2 separate regions of the Mus musculus genome follow, and region 2 is linked to region 1. The links are chromatin contacts, called in public promoter capture Hi-C maps. All regions are on one chromosome and are shown on one strand. The core of a region is the stretch at or near the end of the contact, and the rest is flanking DNA. Distances in the headings are between cores, read along the strand shown. Region 1 has its middle 18 kb from the start of Rab6b. Region 2 holds the start of Nphp3 (nephronophthisis 3 (adolescent)).

Region 1 (5,435 bases), core at 16-2,515:
TGACCTTGCAGCGTGTATACTTTGACCTAGGGTAGGAACTTGACCAAGTGCTGTGGATTCCATTGGGAAATCAGAGAAGGGACCAGGGCTGGTTTCGAGGGTCAAGAGTGTAGGGAGAGAGGACAGCTAAGTTGTGAACAAAGGTAGAAAGGCGAGCAAACCTGTGCACATTCTGAGAATCCCCTGATCAGGGAACCTGAAGGAGAACAGGAGTAAGGCTAGAAGGGTAGGGTCTAGGCTTAGCGGGGGCCCCTTAGGCGTCCTTCGGGACTGGCTTAGACCAGCCCATTCAAAGCCTGGAGAATGGCCTTAGAGACCAGTCAACCAGTCCCAGAAGGGCGTTCCTACCTCAAAATACAGCCCCGGGTCCCTGAGAGGGAACTGCTACACCCCAGAGACCAGAAGAGCCGTCCTCCTGAGCAGCCCCAGCCAAAGTTGGCTCCACTATATGTCCTCTCTCTCTCTCTCTCTCTCTCTCTCTCTCTCTCTCTCTCTCTCTCCTCCCCGCAGTGTGGGAACTGGAGTCCCAGGGGTGTAATTGAAAGCCAAATGGGGCAGCTTATTTGAACAGGTTTTCTGTTCAGGCTCCTAAACTTCTCTTTGCACTGTGGGTTTCTCAGTACAGCATTTCAAATGTATACAGCCCCTAAACCTTAGAAGTCTCAGGTGGGGCAAGCATTTGACTGAATGTTCTTAACTTTCACAAACACCAGCTTACAGAAGAAAAATGGAGGTGGGAGTGGGGTGGGGTGGGGTGGGGTGGGCCCATACTGGGAAAAGGCATTTGAAACTCCAGAACAGCTCCAGAAGTCGGGAGTGAAGATCAGAGAACGCCAGGCCCTTTGTGCTTTGCGCTTCTAGTGAGATGCAATTATCAGACGGGGAGTTTGGAGTGCAACTGGTCTCGCTTCCAGCAGGGTCCAGACCTTATTCTTGCAGTGGCCGGCGCTCCGGGGCACTGCTGTCGTAGTCTGCCACTAGGCGGCGCCGCTCACCAGCGCCGCAGTGAGGCAGCGCCACAGCGGGATCACCGCATGCAGCTTGGCAGAGAGGGCGTTGCTGAGGCCAGGTTGCTCGCTGCTCAGGGCACCCCTCAAATACACCGCCACCCTCTGACACTTCAGGCTCCCCACCCAAGCATTCTTACAGACCCTGTGGGCACTCCCAGGCCCTGCGAACTGGCATGGGTGGTCACTCTGCTCCAACGTGGGGCCCCTCCCATCCTGGGGCTGTCAGCCTCGCCATGATCTTACAGGCTTAAGTATTCAGTGGCTTCAGGGAACTCAGTCACCTTCCACCTCCGCCTTCTAGGTCTCCGGTATTTACCAGTGTACCCCTTGGGCCTCAGGAACGTGCCTCTGAAAGAAATCTCTCATAATCGCAGGCACTGCCCGTCTTCAGAAAAGGTCTCTGTGCCCCAGTCACCTTCTAGGGCATTCGGAAAAGGACTGAGCTCCCTAGGGCCAGGATAAACAAGACTAACAACACTCTTGCTCCTTGGAAGCAAAGGCAGAAGTAGCCAGGAAAGCTTTAGAAACTGACGCACCCTCCTGACCCCCCAGGGTTGGCTGATCAATTCCAGGTTCAGCAGAGCTTGAAGGAGACCTTGACCGACACCAGCATCCCGATGCAGGGGAAACTGGATTCTCCACCTCTTGCCTTAAGCCTCCCTTCCTTGACTTCTCTATGTCACCCATTAGCATTCCAGCCTTAAGTGATTAGGCCAAAATTTTATAAACAAGATGAAGACATATTTTTAAAGCCCGTTCCTGGCAATGTACGACTAACATCATTTCACCGCTTATCGTTCCGTACATTTTATAAATGTAGATGAGAACACAACCACCGTGGCCATTAAAGTGTAAAACAGTGTAACTCCCAGCAACTAGGTGGATATTGGGTTGAGTACAGTCTCTGCCCATTTTACCACCCTGCCCCCTTGGTATAAGTTAACCTAACTTATTCGAAAGCTCAATGTAAATGGTATTTTGCAATCCATCCTAATGTTTTTGAGATCCATTGCTTGTGCCTGTGGTTATTCTTTTTTTTTTTTTTTTAATTGTTCCGTGACACTCTCTTGGTTGAATATGACACAAATTCTGTATCTATCCATCAGGTTATTTAGTTAGATGTCAGGCCATTTTTTTTTTATTATGATGAATAAAATTACTATGGAGATTCGTGAGTGAGTTTTTTGTGAGTTTCCATTTCTGTTGGAGACATGTCCAGAAGTGAAAAAGCAAAGGGATAGCTCATAGGCTATCAGAGATTAACTCTTTCCAAAGTTGAATGGCTTAGCATCTCACTAGCGATGCAGAAGTCTCTTAGTGTTTCCAAAAGGAGCTCTGTTGAGGTTTACGTGGGGTGCAGTCATATCCACACATTCACAGTCTTCTGTCAACTTGTTTGGATAAATGTATGTGTTTATCCTAGACTGCTGTAGCACCACACATGGGCTCATGTACTTGAATATGTACTTGAACCCCCAGTTTGTGGCACTGTCTGGGGAGAGAGCTCAGCCTTGCTGGAAGAAGTGCCCTGGGGAAGCCAATTTTTTCAGCCTCACCCTACTTCCACATCCCTTTCTTTCTACTTCCGGTTGCCACTGAAATATGATTTCTAAGATTTCTCCTCCAGCTCCCAGTCCTGCCCACCTCCCCCCCAAACAGTAATGGACTCTCCCTAGGAAGAGTGAATCAGGCTTCGTATTCACTGAGCTATTACATCATAAGTGGTTTTGTAATTCATATTTTATACTCTTTCACTGTGGATGACCTGAGACACCTGGAAGATCCCTGGTCGTCATCCTCCTTCGCCTTTTTTTTCTTGTCGGTCCTCACATTACCCTTTCAGGGAGTTGTCTTCAAACTCATCAAGTTTTCTTCTGCACCCTGTAAATATATTCTTGCAACCACCCACACATATGTTCATTTTTGTTTTATGTTTCTCAGGGCTAAAAATACTGTTTCTTTTTTTATCACTTCCATAATCTCTCTGCTGAGTCCCGGTTTATTGATTCAGATTGTAGTCAAAGACTGGAAGGTCTTTGAACTATTTATAGGAGCTACCTTCAACTCCCTGTCTGCTCAGGTAGACATCTGGGTCATCTCATACCTTGGCTGCTTTGATTTCTGGACTCTGGCCACATTTCCCTTTTTATTTGCTAGTCTAGTTCTTTTTAATATACCCTGGACATTATGAGTGATGTTCTGTAGAGGCTCCAGATCCCATTATTGTTCCATTTCCCTGATGTTTGGGATGGAACATTAAGGCCTTGCAGATGTGAGTCAGACAATCAGCCATTGACCTTCATACCCAATCCTCTGTTATTATCTCCTAAGGAACCATGGTTCATATATATATATACACACACACACACACACACACACACACACACACACACATATATATATATGACTGATCACTTAGGACAGTGGTTCTCAACTTGAGGATCACGGCCCCTTTGGCAAACCTCGATTTCCAAAAAACATTTACATTATGATTCATAACAACAGCAAAATTGCAGTTATGAAGTTGAAGTAGCAACGAAAACAGTTTTATGGTCAGAGGTCACCACAACATGAGGAACTGTGTGAAAGGGTCACAGCATCAGGAAGGTTGAGGACCGCCGACCTAGGGGATGCTTATTTGATTCACTTTGTCACCAAGAGTCAGCAAACCCTAAGATAGTTATCAGATTACCCAGCCTTCAGATAGTTAACAGATTACCCAGCCTTCAGATAGTTATCAGATTACCCAGCCTTCAGATAGTTAACAGATTACCCAGCCTTCAGATAGTTAACAGATTACCCAGCCTTCAGATAGTTATCAGATTACCCAGCCTTCAGATAGTTAACAGATTACCCAGCCTTCAGATAGTTAACAGATTACCCAGCCTTCAGATAGTTAACAGATTACCCAGCCTTCAGATAGTTAACAGATTACCCAGCCTTCAGATCTGTCTCCCTTCAGGGTCTCCTGCAGGCTTGAATGTAGGGATTTTGAGGCGGGTCTAGAGTTGACACCCAGATGCATCTGTCCGTGCTAGCATCTTAAGGCTTTGAGGTTGTAATGAGACAGGGACTGGAGAAATAGCTGGCATTGGGGTCACAACTGACCACCCTTCTACCTATGGAAGGGAGCTTTCTTTGGGCTCCTACCTGCTTTGTCTTCCTAAAGAGCAGCCAAGAGACACCCAAGAAGACTTTCAGGATCACATACATGATCCACGTGTGTCTGTCTGTTGGACCTGATTCTGTTACATGGATATGCAGATGGACTAGACTAGCCCAAATGCCCACATTCTTCTGTTGCAGGAAATACTAAGCTTATTGAAATAGGAGCTGAACATTTTCCTTTTGTTTTGTTTCTTTGTTTGCCCAGGTACATGAGGATTCACCAAAGGTGAAAGAGCCACACACCGAGTCTTATGTCTCTTCAATGGCTTTGTAGTCACAGTGTCTGAAAATGAGTCACACAGTCGGACCCCGATTGCTTGTCTGCGTTTACAGTTGTCTGAAAGATGGGAAGAAGGTTCTCGAATTCTGCTTTTAATTTGTTGGACTGAAAACCCAAGACCTCAGAAATAGTTTCCTACACAGAGCAAAGTAGCAATAACCATAAAAATGATTGGTCAGTTAAACCTTATTGTTTGCGTTTCCATTGCTTTGATAAAACCCTGGGACAAAGAGCAACTCAGGGAGGAAAGGGTTGATTTTCATCTTACTATCCTCATCGTGATTTATCGCCGGAGGGAAGTCAGAGTAGGAACCTGGAGGTAGGAGCTGATGCAGAGGCCATGGAGAAGTGCTGCTTCCTGGCTTGCTCCCATGCCTTGCTCAACCTGCTCTTTTATAGAAGAACTCAGGACCACCATTCCAGGCCACAATGGGCTGGGCCTTCCTAATCACACTAGTTATAATGCTGCCAATGCATAAACACACGGCATCACAGGTAAATCTTGCAAGTGTTTTGTAGAGTGAAGGCTGAAACACAGAACACAGAAACAACGATTCCAAAAACAGACAAACAGCAAGATGGAAGAGGTTAAATTCAGAGGAAGAAATAATAGTGGCCGGGAGGAGGAAGGAGTGTTGATTGTAGCAATGTTCAATTTCTTGACCTCATGGTGGGTACATTGTGCTGTAATTCATTCCAACGTGCATTCTTACCCCTTGTTCTTTTGTGTATTGAACTTCCCAGTATAAAACATTACAATGCCATGCATATGCCTCAGTTGGACACGATAATAGTTGCCCCATAAGCCCAGGAATTAAACAAAGAATCGTCTTTGAAGTCAAATTCATACCTAATATTTTCTACAGGTTTATTTAATTAGGCGTTTTGATGGATCTCAGATTATAGTCAGCACTCGGGGTTCTATTATATTAATAACATGCTTCAGATTTTGGAAAGAAATGTTTTCATGTTTAAAA
Region 2 (4,961 bases), core at 1,252-3,751, 910 kb after region 1:
AGGGAGGGGATGGAAGGGAGGGGGAGGGTGGGGTGGAAGGGAGGGAAGAAGGAAGGGTTTATTTTGGCTCAAAATTTGAGAGTACAGCCCCTCTCAGCAGGAAGGCCTTGTGGCCAGACTATGAGAAGGCTGCTCACATTTCATCTGTAGCTAGGAAACAGAGAGATGAGCCCAGGTGGACCAGTGGCTTTCTCCTGTGAACTCACTCTGGGACCCCAGCAAGTAGGATGGTAGTGCCCACAGGAGGACCAGAAGTCTAAGGTCATCCTTAGCTACAAAGAAAGGTTGAGACCAGTCTGGGCTGCAGGAGATTGTTTCGAGGGGAGGGGAGGGGGGAGGGGAGAGGAGAGAGGAGGGGGAGGGGAGGGGAGGGGAGGGGAGGGGAGGGGAGGGGAGGGGAGGGGAGGGGAGGGGAGGGGAGAGGAGAGGAGAGGAGAGGAGAGGAGAGGAGAGGAGAGGAGAGGAGAGAAGAGAAGAGAAGAGAAGAGAAGAGAAGAGAAGAGAAGAGAAGAGAAGAGAAGGAAGGAAAATCTAGAGAATGGTCCTCAAATCTCTGAAGGAACAGACCTCAGAAATCAGCAGCTAGAAAGGCTTTGAGAACCTAGGGCAGTCTTTTGGGTACTCTGATAGAGCAAATGTTTCCCTTTGGATCTCATGGTACTAACTGGAGAAATCAATATGTAATCCTTCAACTTAGGAGAGTCCAAAGGCTAGAAGGGTGTCTAAGAGGTCAGAGAAAACACGACCAGCTAATTTGAGGGAAGGAGTTCAGGGCATTTGTGGGGGTGGGGTGGGAGTTAAAACGGACCAGCATTCCCAGAGTTCCTTGGAGGAAAGGCTGTTTGCTTTGTGATAGATATGAAGGGTGAAAGATTGGATGTCAGCCATGACAGTGCTGACAGCAGACTATTCTCAGCCATCAGTCTCCACCGGCTAAAGAGAGCAGATGGCTAGATTAAGTAAAAGTTTGAAGTTCTAGCTCCAAGGTAACTTAGGACAACTCCCCAGGGCCGTCCCAGCTTCAAAAGTCTCTGCAGGGTTGGCTGAGGTCTTTGCTGGGAATGCTGCACAGAGCAACCTTGCACTGATTCCCCTGCCTTGCCCCAGGTACCTACCCAGCATTCTCTGGTAGACATCTTGCTTGCTTATCTACATCTCAGAGTTGGCTTTCCAAGAATCCTAGGGATGCCTGTGGATGGAGTGAGCCACCAAAGACTATCTTAGGTCAGCCCAAGGAGGCTCTGCATGGACTGATGCTTAAAATGCTACCAGATTTCTTACAGCTGGGGATGGAGTAAGCAAGCACTGGAATAAGATTATATCCCCCTTGGGTAATGAGGCTCCCGGTAATGAGGATGATGGCAGAGAGAGTGGCTGGCATTCGGAGACTGCCTAAGAAAAGGGCAAGTATAAAGATTACCAGCACCCAGCTCACAACAGTGTTGAGTCAAAGCCACTGCTCACTTTTCTGTCCCCTCTAACCTGGGGTACCAATCTGGGATGGGCAGGAAGATAAGTTAGCAGACCAAGGACAACTTGGAACAGTAGCACGCGTTCCCTTCCTGCAAACCCTGTACTTAACAATTTTCTTCCGTCTAGAATAGGGTCCCTGGCATCCTTATCGCCAGGCGTTATAAAACCTGAGCTTATCAAGGATGGGGGTGGGGGGAGAGAAGGGTCGCGGGGGTGGGGGGGTTCAAGTGGTGATGCTTCGAAGTTCTTTCCTGGCTGGCATTATTTATTACATGTTTCCTGAGAGACACACTAGGCACTGAACTGCCTCCAGAAAAGAGCCCTTTAGTCAGGACCACAGAAACAGTTGCGGCAGAGCGGGGGCAGATGGGTATGTGATCTAGTTCTTGCTCACTGAGACAAAGTTCACGCAGAGGGAGCAGAGCTTGTAGGTTTGGGCCTAGTCTGGAACCTTCCCTTCTGGATGTCCGGATCTCCTGGTACCGCCCAGCTTGCCCAGCTCAGTCCTGCCGCCTGCTCCTGCAAAGCAAGTTCTCAGGGCCGCCAGCTCCGTGATACCCATTCCTCTCCTCCCGAGTCTCATTTCTCTCAACCCTCCCTTGTCCAGCTCCTCTACTGGTCTCATTCAGAAGAGCACGCCCCCGCGTGTCTGGTCACGCCCCCAAAGCCTGGCTCCGCCCCACAGGACTCCTGGCCACTCCCCCTCTCGTTGTCCAGCCAGGACCACCTCTCCGACTCTCTGACTGGTTTTCTCTTTCTTCTGCTGCTGCCTTACGCCCCACTTACCGGGCTACGACCCTAAAATCTGGCCCGACACTCTCTCTGGGCACTGCTCTTCTCAACTGACCACACCTCCTCTCGCTGCTACGTCCCACCCCTCTCTGTTAGCCTTAACATCCCCAGCTTGCTCGGCCACGCCCCGAAAGTATGGCTCCGCCCCTTCTCAAGACGGCCACTCTTCTTCAACACCACGCCCCTCTAGTTGCCACGTTACGCCCTTCTCCCCAATCACCAGGCCCGGCTCACTTACTGCTCCGCTCTTCCCTCCAAACTCCGCCCTCTCCTCTACAGCACCTCGCCCCACCATCTAGGCCCCGCCCTTAAGGCCTGGCCACGCCCCGGCCACCTCCCTGCTCCTGGCCACGCTCCTCTCTGATTTTGGTTTCTCCCTGCGGCGCTCCGCCCCGCTTGACAGGCCCCGCCCTCCTGGTCCCGCCTCCTCCTGGCACCCAGCCGACTCTCAGCCTCAGCCGGCCGCGGGCATCATGGGCACAGCCTCGTCGCTGGTGAGTCCCACTGGCGGGGAGGTGATCGAGGACACGTACGGGGCAGGCGGCGGCGAGGCCTGCGAGATCCCGGTGGAAGTGAAACCCAAGGCCCGCCTGCTGCGCAGCTCGTTCCGCAGGGGCGCGGGAGCCGGGCCCGGGTCGCTGCCTCGCGCGGCAGGGGGCGGCGGGCTGCTGGGCGCCAGCTTCAAGTCCACCGGCTCGTCTGTGCCCGAGCTAGAGTATGCGGCGGCCGAGTTCGAGCGGCTCAAGAAAGAGTATGAGATCTTCCGGGTCAGCAAGAACCAGGAGTTGCTGTCCATGGGCCGCCGAGAGGCCAAGCTGGACACGGAGAACAAGCGGCTGCGGGCGGAGCTGCAGGTAACGCGGGACCGAGAGCGTCGCAAGCGGGAGGCTCTGAGGAAACTGAGACCCGAGCGCACCGCTCAGCCGCTTGGTGGCACCACCATCCTACCCCAGCTACAAACCAAGTTGTTTTCTAAATTGTGCAAAAGCTGCTCCTCCTTTATGTGGAATCATTATTTGAGTGTAAACTAATTTCTTATCAGCATCTTCCCCTGCCCCTTTCAATTTACGGTTCATTCATTAAGACACGTTGAATCAACCCAAGTCCTGAAGTCGAAAAATTTCTCAGAGCAACTACACACAAACTCCTCCCGGTTTTAGGTATCTCCAAAATGGAGTTCTTGGGTTAGTTTTCTTCGCGAAGTTCGGCAGATTCTGGGGTTTAATGATACGATAGGAATTTTTCTGGAAACCTCCTGATTTTATGGTTTTTAACTGTTGTGATTAAAAGTCTTCCCTGAGAGTACTCAAACTCTCTTAGTCCATTTAGTTAATGGACTAAACAGTTACTGCAATGCTATTGTAGGCCTTATAACAGATCGCCTTTGATTCATTCGGATACTAGGTAAAGCAGAACTTCTCGGAGTAAAAATATGGGACTATATGCCGTGGGTTCGGAGCCTCTCTGGTGGTCATTTGTTTATACCTTTCTTTTCTGTGAGAGGGATCTCTGACAGCCCAAGAGCTCCCGGCACATCAGAACTTAAATAAACATCACAGATTTTTTTGTAAAAGAAGGCTCCTTCCTTCTAGTAGGGCATCATTCCCATAAGCTATGAAGCCCTTCAGAATCTGCTGGGCTATTAGCATATTATCTGGGAAGCTGTTCTCACCCTCAGCTCCCTGCTCGCCTCACTTTCTACTGGGAGACCAATGTGCTTGCCCTTATAAAGTGGACTTGCGTGTCCCTCGTGTATGATGTCATGTATGTGCACCACTGCCCACTAAGAACCATGTGAATTGCAGGGAGAAGGGGTTAGCAGGATAAAGAGGCCAGTGCAGGGAGGACTGACAGACAGATGTCACAGATCACAGATCAGCAGTTCCAATTCCCTGTGAAACCTGTTGTTCCTTTCTTACCTGCATCATCGTGAGAAAACTCCCTCACATTTATTTCATTCAGCCATGTTGACATTTACTGGAGGCCTCTGATGGATCCAGACGGTGAATGGCTCAGGAGAAGAGTAAAATGATTAATATATAATGCCAAGGAGCACAGGAACCTTCATACGTACTATTCTTCAAGCTAAACCTTACAAATTGCGTGTCTTATTCTCTTAAAAACCCAAAGCATAGAAAAATCCTAGTGCTGGTGCAGTATTTCAAAGAAAAAGCATTAATTTCCGTTGAGAGCTCATTGCTGAAGAACCTGTTTACTAGGATTCAAAAATGTTTGCATTTTTTTCTATCTTGCTTGAAATCGTTGACACCATAGAAGTGCCTGGTAATTGATAAGAGAGTGAGTAGAGAGAGTAGAGATCCCAACATACGTAAACATGTATGTAAAAATGTAAAATGTGAACGAAAGGCCGTTTTTGTTAGGTGATAACAAGGTGAATCATTGCAGGCACTTCAGAAAACTTACCAGAAGATACTTCGGGAAAAAGAGGGTGCGTTAGAAGCAAAATACCAAGCCATGGAGAGAGCGGTCACATTTGAACATGACAGAGACAGGGTTAAAAGGCAATTCAAGGTAAATTCTTGATATTTCTTCCCATCCCCACCCTCCCCTAAGTGACATAGACTAAAAGCTAGTTTTCAAAAGTGTTTAGAGCCAAGTGTGGTGGCATATACCTTTACGCCCAGGACTCTGGATGCAGAGACAGACAGATCTCTGTGAGTTTGAGGCCAGCCTGG

The links. Promoter capture Hi-C pulls out the DNA fragments that hold promoters and counts their contacts.
Region 2: a contact with region 1 is called in a promoter capture Hi-C map of hippocampal neurons, with 3 times the contacts expected there. The contact joins the promoter of Nphp3 here to the enhancer-like site in region 1. A contact is called at or near these places in 3 of 39 promoter capture datasets (the C10 cell line, hippocampal neurons and pre-B cells), 2 of 15 datasets of contacts at CTCF or cohesin (large pre-B cells and pro-B cells), 10 of 484 Hi-C or Micro-C datasets (B cells, CD4 T cells, CD8 T cells and 6 more) and 7 of 115 datasets of contacts at active chromatin or transcription factors (astrocytes, bone marrow-derived macrophages, embryonic midbrain and 4 more).

Annotation. Positions count from the first base shown.
Region 1 is chr9:103,091,361-103,096,795 of GRCm38.p6, forward strand. It overlaps a transcript of Slco2a1 not described here. Among named protein-coding and RNA genes, the nearest start is that of Rab6b, 18 kb to the right of the region's middle. Within about 2 kb of position 1,266, at least 57 of the 459 cell types and tissues checked have an H3K27ac peak or open chromatin away from gene starts, as enhancers often do. A contact at or near this core is called in CD8 T cells, cortical neurons, forebrain and 4 more, where this site is marked.
Region 2 is chr9:104,000,043-104,005,003 of GRCm38.p6, forward strand. It overlaps Nphp3 (nephronophthisis 3 (adolescent)), which reads left to right and starts at 2,502. Exons shown (of 27, transcript NM_028721.3): 1 at 2,502-3,119; 2 at 4,672-4,797. The coding sequence starts at 2,739. It overlaps Gm33054 (predicted gene, 33054), which reads right to left and starts at 2,317. Exons shown (of 2, transcript NR_168653.1): 1 at 2,260-2,317; 2 at 1,718-1,992.